Linked DNA regions of Mus musculus: region 1 is linked to region 2. A link is a contact called in public Hi-C data. All regions are on one chromosome and are shown on one strand. Each heading gives the region's core, a stretch centred on a gene start, on an enhancer-like site or on the middle of the called end of the contact. The rest is flanking DNA. Distances are from core to core; before and after follow the strand shown.

Region 1 (6,509 bases), core at 1,932-4,431, 270 kb after region 2:
GAAAGGAAGTTCTCCCAGGTACAGCTTGGGTCGGGGACATGGCTCAGTTGGTAGAGTCCTTGAGCAGTGTGAGGAAAACCACAGGTTCCACCCCCCAGCTCTGCATAAATCAGATACAGTGGCACAAGTGCATGGTCCCGGTACTTAGGAGGTGGAGGCAGGATGGTTAGAAGTTTAGGGTCATCCTTAGCAAGCAACAAGCTGCTCTCCTCCATGTTCTCCATGCCGTGACAGACGGGACTCGAGTGCAAATAAATCCATTAAGTCATTTAAAGGCACTGTAGCCAAGCATTTTATCACAGGTACAACAACAGCTACAATGTTACAGCGTATTGGCTATAATGAATAGTGACATAAACATGAAGTTTGTTTTCTCATAAGGCAGGAAGCCCTGTGTCAGTCAGTTATGTCAGGGACAATGTTCACATGGCTTTGGATGTTTTCGTACAAGTTGTGCCTTCAGTGCCGGACCAGGGGACAAAGGTGTAATGCCTCATTATGGAGGTAAAAACCAAACCTATTTTTTCTTCTCCTGAAAGACTAACAGATTTATGCTTCCATCTCATTTGCTGACTCTTGGGGCTAGTATCATTGTCGACTTGACAGAATCTAGAGCCGCCTTGGAAGGAGGCCTCTGAGCATGCCTGTGTGGGATTATCTTGATTGTATTCATTAATGTAGGAAGACCCTTCTTGACTATGGGCAGAACCATTCCCTAGGCAGGGCTCCTGGACTGTTTAAGATGGAGAAAGCCATCTGAACCAGCATTCAAGCATTCACCTTTTTCTTCTGAACCGTGGATGTGATGGTGGGGCTGTGATGTCCGCCTCACCATGGTGCGAGCTAGCCCCGCTTCCCACCTGTGTGATGTCCGCCTCACCGTGGTGCGAGCTAGCCCCGCTTCATGGAAGCTGCTCCTGTAGCTTTCCCCTTGACTTTCCCCGAGGTGAGCGCCACACTGCCGTGGGATGCTCCTTTTTGGTGGTGCTGGGCAGGGACAAGTGGGAGAAGCCAGCCTTCCAGATGTGTCCTGCTTGCCCAGCTGTCTAGCAGATCCAGGGTATTGCCCATGTTTAGTTTGTTGTACAGATGCCAGGATGGCTTGTGGTGACAAAATGCAATGGTTCTCTCAGGAGTATCTATAACCAGTTTGATTTGGATTTTCTCAACAGCGACTACACACACACTTGTGAGTTTTTTTGTGCTGGGTTTTCTCTCTCTTTCTACACTCCCCTACCCACAAACACACACACATGCACACAGGTATACGCCACCCTGCCTAGCACACATTAGGTCTTTTCTGGTGTGAGGGGACAGTGTGGGCATGAAGGCTGGGGAGCCAGGGAGACCCTGACGTCATGAATGTATTTCCTTATGCTCCCTAGTGGAGAGCTCGCATCCTCAAAAGAAGCCTGACAGGTGAGCCCTGTGCTGGCCCCAGTGCTCTTCCTCTGACTCACTGTGTGACTCGGGGGACTATCTGCCTCACCTGCAGCCCTACCACGGAGGGCTGGCCAGAGATCCCCCAACACTCAGCTCTTACCCCTCTTCAGGTGCTTCAGGTGGACTGAAGTCCGTGAACTCTGTTTGTCCCTCTGGCAGCTTCTTGATGTCCTCTCCAGGCTGGCCTGGTGGCGCGGATGCCTTTGCTCCACAGCTTATGCCTCTCTTGGGTTCCCTGGGAGAAGCAGTCGGGATGCCCCAGCTGCGGGGTCCATCGGTGAGATGTCTGTGTCTTAGGCTTTTGCTGTAACTTTTTCAGTTTCTGTGTGTAACTTTTGTGTCTGTGTGTCTGTGTGTGTTTTCCTATTGCTGTAATAAACCACCCTGACAAAGCAACCTACAGGAGTTTACTCTGACTCGTAGGTAAAGTGTACAGTCTAGTCTGAAGACAGGGTAGCAGGGGTGAGGCAGACATCACACAGGTGGGAAGTGGGGCTAGCTTCCCCCCTTGTGAGGCAGAAATCACACAGGCGGGAGACCCTGTGCACACAGCATGTAGTGTGTTCAGAAACACACACAAAGGCTCACAGGAGACTTGAAGCTCTGGGCGGGTCTTGCGGGTAGACAAAGGCTAGCTAGCATGATGTTTGGTATTGGCTTTATCCAGTCTTGTGGGTGTGTTAGGACCCAGGAGCGACTCCTTCCTTCTGCCATCTCCCCCTTCTGGGCAGTTTGCAGGTGTCAAACGTAGCCGAGGGGATCTTTGGCTTTCAGAATCCAAATACTATGGGGCAATCCTGGCCTCTGCCTCTCCTTAGAATCCTGGTCCTAAATGTGCCATGCAGATCCAGGGAAGGTCTGGTTCTAGTCTGATCTAAAGAGCGAGCGATGAAGAAAAGGTCTTCCCAATATCCACAGGCCCTGGCTGATCACAGACACAAGCTAGTGCTGTTTTATTGTTTCTTTGGTTTTGGGTTTTGAGTGGCTGAAGGCATTCCTGATATCCAGACAAAAACCTCTGTGAAGGTATTCACTGGATGCATCTGTAGCCAGTGAAGGCTCCTGTTTTGTGTGTGTGTATGTGTGTGTGTGTGTGTGTGTGTGTGTGTGTGTGTGTGTGTCTGTCTGTCTGTCTGTCTGTCTGCCTGCCTGCCTGCCTGTCTTCTAGAGACTACAGGTTAACCCCAGAAATTATTCCTTAAGCACCTTCCAGACTTTTCTGTTGCTGTTGAGACATGATAGGCTAGGCGCGTTGTCAAACAGAGCCTGAAGGATCTATTTGTTTCTGGCTCCCCAGTGCTAGGATTACAAGTGTAAGCCGCTCCACCCAGCTTATGTTATTTATTTATTTATTTTTATGTGGTTCTGGAAATCAAACTCAGGTCCTCAGGATTGCAAGGCTGGTACAGGATGAAGAGATACCTCCTAAGTCCCAGTCTGTTTCTTCTTAAGGCTCATGAGTCTGTAACCCTCACAGGATGCTGAAGAGCCAGGAGGCTTTAAAGAACAAACATGAGAGTCTGTGTTCACCCTGGTACAAGCCATGGATCCCCGTGGCCCAGCCCCTGTGTCCGCTGGTGCGGTTGGGCCGGGCCTGCCAGCATGTGGGCTGTTTGTTGCGCAGAGCCTAGACTCCAGGAGCCAGCTGCTAGCCACAGAGCCCACAGCCCACAATCCCAGGCTCCCGAGAACCACACTGACTTCCGCCTCCTCCCCATGGCTGCGCCAGCCTCCCTGACCTCCTGGCCGCCGTTTCCCAGCAGCCTTTTGTTTATTTGGACAACGTCTGGGGTCTCCTAGAGAAAGAGGCTCAGCTGAGTTCCAGGAAGTGAGTCCGCACTGCCTGCTCTTGGAAGGCTCCCAGCTGTCCCTCGGTGGCTCCTTTGGGCAAAAGCTGCTTAGCCGGCAGCCACTGCAGCGCCTACCCTAGCCCTGGTGTGCGCTGTTACCCACGCCTCCTTTACCTCGCTCTGCCACACTGCCTGACCTCTGTCTGATGCTCCATGCTTGGTGTTTCCGATGCTCTGCTCAATTCACAGGGACTGTTTTATGTCACCAAGCACATCCCAGCGGCATGGCTGACAGCAGGAGTTTCCATCATCTTCTCTGCTCTTAAGAAACAGCCTCCAGCCAGGTGGTGATGACGCACACCCTTTGATCCCAGCACTTGCGAAGCAGAGGCAGGCGGATCACTGTGAGTTCGAGGCCAGCCTGGTCTACAGAGTGAGTTCTAGGACAGCCAGGGCTACACAGAGAAACCCTGCCTGGAAAAGTGAGAGAGAAAGAGAAAGAGGGAGAGGAAGGGAGAGGGAAAATAGTCTGTTGAGTTTGTGTCAATCATGGGATGGCTATAACCTCTCATTTATAGCTTAGAGCTGGGAGTACGAGGACAAACCACCAAGACTGGCTTTCTCCACGCCCAGTATGAATTCAAACTCTGGCTCTCACGCTTCCGTAGCCAACACTTTACCAGCTGAGCTATCTCCATCCTCAACGCTCCGCTTTTCTTTCTTTCTTTTTTTTTTTTAAAGATTTATTTATTGTTATTATATGTAAGTACACTGTAGTTGTCGTCAGACACTCCAGAAGAGGGAGTCAGATCTCATTACAGATGGTTGTGAGCCACCATGTGGTTGCTGGGATTTGAACTCAGGACCTTCAGAAGAGCAGTTGGGTGCTCTTACTCACTGAGCCATCTCACCAGCCCCTCCGCTTTTTGCTGTCCATCCAGGTTACCTTTCTCAAATGTCACCCAGTTGTGCTTTTTAGCCCTGCATAAGAACTTGGGAGTAATCAGATGAGCATTCTGGAACCATCTACACATCATTAGTAACTGGGCAAGGATTTGCTGCTCATCACCAAATGTCCCCAACAGGTTAACTGCTAGTCAGGTAGTGTTGGAAAAACCCCATGGGAACTTTTCTTTATGGTCATGTCCACAGCAAACACTTTTCTTTTTAATCTTAAAAAAATATATACTCCCTTTAATCCCAACACTCAGGAGGCAGAAGCAGGCGGATTTCTGAGTTCGAGGCCAGTCTGGTCTACAAAGTGAGTTCCAGGACAGCCAGGGCTACACAGAGAAACCCTGTCTCAAAAAAACCCCAAATATATATATATATATTTGGCTATCCTGGAACTCACTTTGTAGACCAAGCTGGCCTTGAACTCAGAAATCCGCCTACCTCTGCCCCCCGAGTGCTGGGATTAAAGGTGTGCGCCACCACGCCCGGCTAGTTTTTTGGGTTATTGTTTGTGTTTGAGAACTGCCCTGGTGCTCACCACATAACCCAGACTAGCCTCAAGCTCATCCTCCTCCTGCCTCGTCTCCCAGGTTCCGGGGGACACCAACCCTCCAGGCTCACCGGTGTTTTAGAATGACTCTCAGGAGACACATCCCGGCCATTTCTTCTTCTCCCCTTACAGTGGGGTTACCAACTCAGTGTAGGAATGACATGTGACAGCGTGACAAAGAAGATGCTTCCAGAGACCACAGAACTGACTCCTTGAGCCTTGTCACACCACCACAGCTCACTCAAGTTCCCAGCATTCTTCACAGAGGTCCGCCTGCCTCTGACTCTCAAGTGCGCCACCATGTCCGGTTCTTTTGCTAATCTTTTTATTCATCTAAATTATTTTGTGTGTGTGCCACAACTGTGAAGACCAGAAAAGGGCATTGAATTCCCCTAGGAGTAGGGTTACTGACAGTTGTGACCCACACCATGTGGTTGCTGGGAATCGAACCCAGTCCTCTACAAGAGCAGCCAGTGCTCTACCCACTGAGCCATCTCTGCAGCTTTCTTTCTCTTTCTTTCTTCCTTTCTTCCTTCCTTCCTTTCTTTCTTTCTTTCTTTCTTTCTTTCTTTCTTTCTTTCTTTCTTTCTCTCTCTCTCTCTCTTTCTTACTTTCTTTCTTTCTTTCTCTCTCTTCCTTTCCTTCCTTTCCTTCCTTCTTTCTTTCTTTTTTTGTTTTTGTTTGTTTGTTTGTTTGTTTTTTGAGACAGAGTTTCTCTGTATAGCCCTGGCTGTCCTGGAACTCACTTTGTAGACCAGGCTGGCCTCGAACTCAGAAATCCGCCTGCCTCTGCCTCCTGTGTGCTGGGATTAAAGGCATGCACCACCACTGCCCGGCTCCTTCATTCTCTTTTAAAGATTTATTTATTTATGTATATTTGTACACTGTAGCTGTACAGATAGTTGTGAGCCAGTCAACCCCGCTTGCTCTGCCCGGCCTGGCTCCCTCAGTCCCTGCTAGCTCTGGCCCAAAGATTTATTTATAATTATACATAAGTACACTGTAGCTGTCTTCAGATGCACCAGAAGAGGGCGTCAGGTCTCATTACAGGTGGTTGTGAGCCACCATGTTGTTGCTGGCATTTGAACTCAGGACCTTTGGAAGAGCAGTCAGTGCTCTTACCCGCTGAGCCATCTCTCCAGCCACTGTCTTCAGCTATTTTCAATGATGCCTATGAGACATGTGGTCAGAGAGGGTTCCAGGACCGAGTGGTGGGACAGAGGCAATGAGGTGCAAGAACTACAAGCTCTCTCTGTCTGCTCACAGCCAATCTCCCTTCATCCTCTCTCACACCAAGGCTGAGCCCACTGGGATATGGAGGGCCCCGGAAAGAGGAGAGTATCCCTGGAAAGACAAAAGCAGAGCCAGGCGCCTGGGCTATAAGCAGAAGCCTGCTGCTGGCTTTCCCTCTGTTTAGAACAGCGTGCGAAGGCAGGCCCTCTGCTCAGCTTCAGGGTAGACAGCTCACGAATGGCTTGGGCCAGGGCACAGGGGGAGGCTGTCTCCTCTTGTGGAGTTCGCCTTAGGCCTCCATTTCAGGCAGGCTGCTATTTTTAGGGGGCTGGCACCATGGATAAATGCTGGGTAGGGAGCAGAGGGGACCTGACACACAGAGTCTGGGCATGCTGCAGCAGGGTGGGGTGAAGGAAAGGGGGCTGCCGGGCTGCCGAACAATGGGCTTGGGGGCTGGCAGGCAGGGTGGCTGTCACACCCAGTGCGATGTTAATCACATCCTGCCTGGCATCTCAGCAGTTCTGACACATGTAGCCCCA
Region 2 (6,562 bases), core at 701-3,200:
TGTTTTCTTTACATTTTTTCCGTGTTTTAAGACATTGGGAAGATTTTTTTTTAATTGGCAACTTAGGTTTACAAATTAAAATTACAATCAAATTTATTTTGTATCACACTTCAACCATTCTAAAAGAGGAACATTTTAACTGGGTCTTGTTTCTCATTATTATACATCATAAAAAAAAATAATAAGTGATCCTGGACCCCAAAGCCGGGCTTGCTATCATGTTACAGTGACAGGCTGTCTCGTTTCGGGCGTGTGGAGAGACCAGAGTATTTACTTTCTGTAACTTAATTTCTCACTCAATAGAGTTTGAAAGCTCTGGATATTATAAAGGCAAACTCATTTTCTGCCGGAATAAAATGAGAAAATGAAAATTTTGAAATTCATTTTATTTGGTAAATTCAGTAGGGACTCCCCATGAACCCCTGAGATAAAACAGCCCACCCTGTTTACTTTCCCCTTCTTTTAGAGCCTTAAAATGAAAATGGAAGTCCCTCCCTCCCCTTCCTATGTGATGTTTGTGTAGAAATTCTAGAATCTCCTTCCTAAATGGGGAGAGCAGAGCTCAGGCTGCCTGCACTGGCCCAGGAGAGCCAGGAGGCTGGGGAGAGTCACCCCAGAGCTGAAGCGGGGCTCAGGAGCTCGGGGCTGGAGGGAACAGAGGGAAAACTCACGGTTCTGGGTCCACTTCCCAGCCTGATCCTTATTCCAAAAGGAAACGAGACTGATTTGTGTCGAAACAGAAATGAGCATCAGGAAACGGGCAGTGCCGATAACCAAACAATCGATTGTAGAAACACAACAAATTAAAAAAAAAAAAAATCGGGTTTTTTTCCATAATGGAAAAGCGAGTGAGGAGGGGGAAGGCGGCAGGGCACGTTTTAACTTTTTCCAGGGCCTGCACTGGTCCCAGGTCAGTCTAAGTAAGAGCTTGGGGTATTAGCCTGTGTATCCATGTAATACGAAGGCTGCTTTGACTGGCTGCTGTGGATCAGGCTGATCGAAACCTCCAAATTCCCTGCGTGAGACGGCCATCGACTCTGCTGCAGATCTGCGGTCCCTGCCTTAAACTCAGCGGCCCGAGCCCCTGGGGATCTCCCTGGATGACAGGAAATGGGGACATGTTAAGGACATTTCATCGGCATTTGCCTCCAAGCTGGGGAGCCAGGATGGACATTTCATGATTGGTCCCACCACGAAGATAGATGGGGTGAGAGAGACAGGGTGTTCTGAGCATGTGGTCGGCATCCTGTGGCCTGGAGAACAGAGAGACTTCACCCTGAATTCCCATGAAAGGAATAAAAACAAAGAGTTTGCATTTTGCAGTGGGGCCATGTTTCAAATTCATTAAAGGGTGGTCCTCCACAGCTGGGGTGTCTCGGAAAAGGATGGCCATAGTTTCTTGTTTATGGTGTGGGGATGTGCATGGGTGCCGGTGTCTGTGTACATGTATGTGTGTGACTGGGGTATGAGTGTGCATATACACATATGGCATACCTATGTGTGTGTATGTTAAGGGGATGCATGCATGTTTGTGTCTGTGGTCTGTGTATGTATGTTTATGTATGTATGTGTATGTGTTTATATGTTCATGTGTTTGTGCATGTCATATGTATACACGTGTGTGATGTGTGTGTGTGTGTGTATGCATGTGTGTTTTCTTCCCGAGATCAAAAGGATAAAGAACTCGTTCCTCCAGCCAACTAAACACTGGCGTGCAGAAACGCAGAGCCTGTGTTTAACAGTGTCCTGCAGGAACCCGTCTTGAATTTTTTCAAGTCCTCTCTTTGATCAAAAGCCGGCAGAAAATTCCATTTCTTCTCGTTCTGTTGCATTTAACACGGACTAACACAGGGTGAGTTTAAACAAACAGCCGGCTGGAGCATGAATACGCCTTTCAGTCTGTGGAGCTTGAGGTGGGCTGGATCCAGGGGAGGGGTGGCAGGCAGGGGATTAGCTGGAGGGGAGAAAAGCTCACGAGTTTAGGAGGCAGCAGCTAAGACTGTCCAAAGCCCCTGCAAGGAGACCTAAAGCTGTCTCCACACCCGGAGCCCGAGCCGCACCAAGAGGCCGCACTGTTGAAATTCTTCTGCCTGGAAGATAAATGGCCTACTTTACTCTCAAGTGTCAAGTAGAGAAAACAAAACAAAACAAAAATCCCTTCCAAGTGGATTTTCGGAGGATAATCCGCCATCAGCCCGAGCGAGCGCAGCAAGAGGGAGCCTGGAAAGAAGGGGAACCGGAGGGACTTCCAACTCCAGCACCCAAGGGTGGGATGCAGGGAGCCGAGAAAGGCCAAGGCCAGGCTCTGGTACCTTTGAGGTGCGGCCTGAGGCTGGCTGCCCCTGACAACAAGGCACCCCTGTTAGCTTTCTCAGGTCTAGACTCCAACAACTCAGACATGCCCCGAGCACTCTGGCCAATGAGGCCCTCCAGGGTGTCACAGCCGTCCAACACACTTCGGCATATAGGCTTGGGACTGCTGTGGGTGATAAGGGTGGGATTTGGGGTGTTTCTGAGTCCAGCTACCCCAGTAAAGAGCTAGCTCAGTGAGATTTCCTATGTCATTGTCTCTGCTGCTGGCTACCTTTCACGCTGATGCTTCCGTTTGAAGAAGGCCATTGCCAGCCCAGGCCATGACAAGCTTCCTTGACTGCTGAGGTCTGAAATCTCCCTCAACTGTCACATCCTGCAGAAGAAGACAGTTGTCCTATCAGATGTCCATCAAAAGAAGTCCCCCCGGATCTCAGCCCAGCCAAGGCTGAGTCCAGTGGCCAGGTAGGTGGATAAGAGCAAAGAACCTTACAGGAGTCCTGTCCAACTCCTCCTTATCCTTCTCCTGACTGTGTGCAACCCTCAGAACTCAGGATGAGCATTGGGAGAAAGAGGGATGAAAATGGTCACCCTGAGCGGCTAGAGGCTGGAGTAGCTTATTAGCAACCACCCGGGCATGGCCTCAGGGAGGGCAGGTAATAATGGAGAGGCATTTTGTGGAGATTTGAGCCAGGGGAGATGAACCAGGGCAGTAATTACAAGCTGACAAGATTGAATTACCATGCGGAGGAGGCTCTGAGAGCCATCCAGCCGGTAAATGTCCCTCTAGCCCTTGGTACAGTCTGGCTTTCAACTGTGTTGGAGCAGGCTTAGTTCAAGCCTCGGGAAATGATGCGTCTTTAAGGTGAGAAAGGAACAGGGTAGAGCCTGGTCGGTCGCTATGCCTGGAACACACCAAACACACACTGCCCCCCCCCACCACCACCACCACAGGCTTTTTCTGAAGAAGCGGAAAACAAACCTTAGCTGTCACAAAGCACGGGCAAAAGAATTCAGAGATCTGATGTTCGTGGATGTGTGCACACAAACAATGCTTTGTTTAAATTTTATTTATTTTAAACAGCACCTTTGGTTCTTCTAGCCAAACAAACCCCCTCTTTCAAACTATCACCCTGACTCCCACAGAGCTGCCCCTCACGAATGTAAACAGGAGAGCTTCCCACCAGCCTCTTGATGGAATGTTCTGAAACGCCAGCAGCCACGCTTTCATTTTACGGCAGCCATGGCTTCGTGGCATAGTGTGTGGGTTCGGGACAAGTGAGCAGAGGAGCCTTATATAAATTATAAGTGACACTGGGGCTGCCCAGCAGGCAAAAACCAGAGGTGCAACCCAGAGGCCTCACCTTTATGAGGCCCAGTGAGCTGGGGATGGAGGCTGGGACCTCAGAACTTCTCATTGGGCCCGTGATGAATTAGATGAGGGGTGGATTGCCCTCCTGGGGCACCAAGTGCTAGAAAACCAAGTTTTATTAGCCTAATAAAATGGAGGGGGGACTGTCCGGGACATTTCAGCTGGAAGAATAAATCCTGAGGAGTGAAGAGAGGCAGCTGCCTTTGAGAATAGGAGGAGAATGCAGGGCAGGGGCCGCTCTCAGAACTACGCTGTGTGCATTCCAGTGTAGAAGCTGTGCACGGTGACAAGCTCATCCCAGTCTGCTCATTTCCAAAGCCAGGAAGGCAAGATAAGCCAAGATTCATGTGTACAGCACCAGGAAGCCCAAGAGAGCAAGCCTGCCCCTTACCTGACAGAAAATGCCACCCTGATAGAAAACGCCATGCATGAGTCTCCTGGAAGCAAGGCAGGGGGATTTACAGAGCACGCACACCCCAAGCAGGTAGGTACCACAGGCTGCCTTCACACAGGTGCCTGGGCCTCAGATGGAGGAGGTCGATGAGGTTCTAAGGACGGAGGCCACACATTGCCCCTAAGGCTGCTTGCCTGCAAAGGACAAGTTCATGGGTCCTGCACTGAGGCAGAGACAGAAGGATCACTCTGTGTGTGTGTGTGTGTGTGTGTGTGTGTGTGTGTGTGTGTGTGTGTGCGTGTGTGTGTGCGTGTGTGTGTGCGTGCGCGCACGCACGCGCGCGCGCGCACGAGCACATGTGCACACGCACATTCAAGGCCAGTTTGGTCTGCATAGTGAGTTCCAGGCCAATCAGAGTCACACAGCAAACTCTGCCTCTAAACAAACAAAGAAACAGAAAACAAATAAAGCAAGCCAGCCAGCAAGAGGCTCAGTGTGTGACGGCTCTTACATAACCCCGACAACCTGGGACCTGCGTGTGAATTGTCCTCTGACCTGCACACGAGTACTGGAGCACCCGTGAACCCACACACATAGAATACAAATTTTTAAAGACCCTGTTAAAAATAAATAAATTGTTGATCCCATGTCACACTGCCGTCACAGGGACAGTCCATGACAAGGAAACGTGAGATGAGTGGGGCTCTCTCTCTCTCTCTCTCTTTGTGTGTATGTGTGCCTATCTGTCTGCCTGTCTGCCTGCCTGCCTGTCTTCCCACTGAGGCCACCTTGAATCCATCTCCCTGCTCAGGTGGCAGGATGGATCCTCCAGAGCTTTGAAGCTAACAGCATCCTCAGGCACGGTTAGGGCTCCTGGACATCACCTTAGATAATGGTGACTCACTTGGGGACCCTCGTCTCTCAGAGGCCCCCTGCTGGACTTTGCCAGAAGATGGAGCCTAGGCCTGATTAGAAAGAAAGGCAGAGACAGAAATAAGAAACTAAAGAGAGGTGGGGACAGACTCAGAGGACAGGGAGGGTGACCTGCCATTAGGACCAACTACTTCCACCCCAGTGTCCTCCCAGCCAGTAAACATCTGCAGACGCTTTCCTTTTTGTCTGTGCATTGCAAGTACATCGGGTCACATGACTGTGTCCTAGCCCAGCCTTAGGCCAGGGTCAGGCCTGTTTCTATTTCTCAGCAAAAAGAACTCTATCAAGTGCCAGTGGGATGACCAAGAACCTACATTCTGATCCTACAAGGGGGTCTCTATTAGGGTTTCAAGCATGTTTTCAGATACAATACCTAACAAGAGACAACTTTCAAGGCTACTCCAGCCCCACTTCGGAGAGACCGTGTGCAGTAGAATCTGTCTGCAGGACTCGTGGGACCAGGCCAGCGGCAGCACGAGACACGGCTGCCATACAGGAACGTCTTCCTAGCCAGCTCCCTTATGAAGATGGCCAGCACAAAAGCAGATAGACATAAGCAACCTTGACCTTGCTTCTGGGGACCCAGACGTTCCCTCCCACGCACACCACACACAATGTACACAGAAGACAGTCCTCTGCTCGGAGTGTGGACTTCAGCTCCTCTCTGCTGCTCCGACCTGGCTCAGCCCTTGAGTTAAAGTTGCATGGGACTGTGAGGACTTGAGGCAGTAGTTTGTCTAGCTCTGTGCTAGACAACCTAATTCTAAAGATAAATATTGGTACACCAAGGCCAAGGTCATGGAGGTTTAGAAGAAGCACAAAGGAGATGAGAGCTACCAGGGAGGCCCAGCCACAGGCAACCTTCCTGTGGGGATTGTTCCTCACAGTTAACTTCTGAATGGAGGCCATGTCTCCATGGCACTGCGGGCAAGGAGCCTAGACCTCATGGGGAAAGACCTGATCGTGCCCCTACTTGTTGGCACAGTGACCTGAATGCACAGCTGGACTAACCCCAGCTTCCTCACACAGTAACAGTAACAGAGATGACAGCTAGCCGTCCCCAGCCCAGGACCGAAATCCGTGAAACACCCCATAAGCCCATGCTGCAGTGGCCAGGTGTTCTCTCATAGACTACCCCCCACCCCTACCCCCCACCCCTGTCTAGCGAACCCCCGTTAGCCACCAGTGTCTGAGCTAAGATTTATGCCCAGAGCCACGCCCCTGCACTGTACCTGTTAGGGTGGACAACAGGGAAACAGGAGGAGCCACCTCTCAGTAAGTGAATGAGGAAAACCGGGCTCCTCACAACCGACTCAGAGAGCAAGAAGCTACTGGGAATCTAAGGAGCCATGGGGGAGGGGCACCGGGATCAAAGGAGATTTGCACGGAGAGCCACGCAAGCTCCGAGGGCCCCCTGCTGCTCCAGTTTCTGACTCTCAGTTTGGGTGCCTCTGTGGGAAAACTGGAAGCTTTCCCATGACAAGACGTGATAACACAGGGCTGAACTGGACATCAGTGGGCAGCAGTAGCATCCAGTCTGAGCCCCGCCCCCT

The links. Hi-C and Micro-C count contacts between places; a contact is called where the count stands out from the background.
Region 1: a Hi-C map of nephron progenitors shows a contact between it and region 2, with 2.6 times the contacts expected there. The contact joins two enhancer-like sites. A contact is called at or near these places in 1 of 39 promoter capture datasets (liver), 1 of 484 Hi-C or Micro-C datasets (nephron progenitors) and 1 of 9 other capture datasets (adipose tissue).

What each region holds. Positions count from the first base shown.
Region 1 is chr8:121,662,325-121,668,833 of GRCm38.p6, forward strand. No RefSeq gene overlaps it. Among named protein-coding and RNA genes, the nearest start is that of Zcchc14, 14 kb to the left of the region's middle. RefSeq lists an enhancer at 5,631-6,509. Within about 2 kb of position 3,182, at least 168 of the 459 cell types and tissues checked have an H3K27ac peak or open chromatin away from gene starts, as enhancers often do. A contact at or near this core is called in nephron progenitors, where this site is marked.
Region 2 is chr8:121,394,366-121,400,927 of GRCm38.p6, forward strand. No RefSeq gene overlaps it. Among named protein-coding and RNA genes, the nearest start is that of Gm26747, 21 kb to the right of the region's middle. Within about 2 kb of position 1,951, at least 10 of the 459 cell types and tissues checked have an H3K27ac peak or open chromatin away from gene starts, as enhancers often do. A contact at or near this core is called in nephron progenitors, where this site is marked.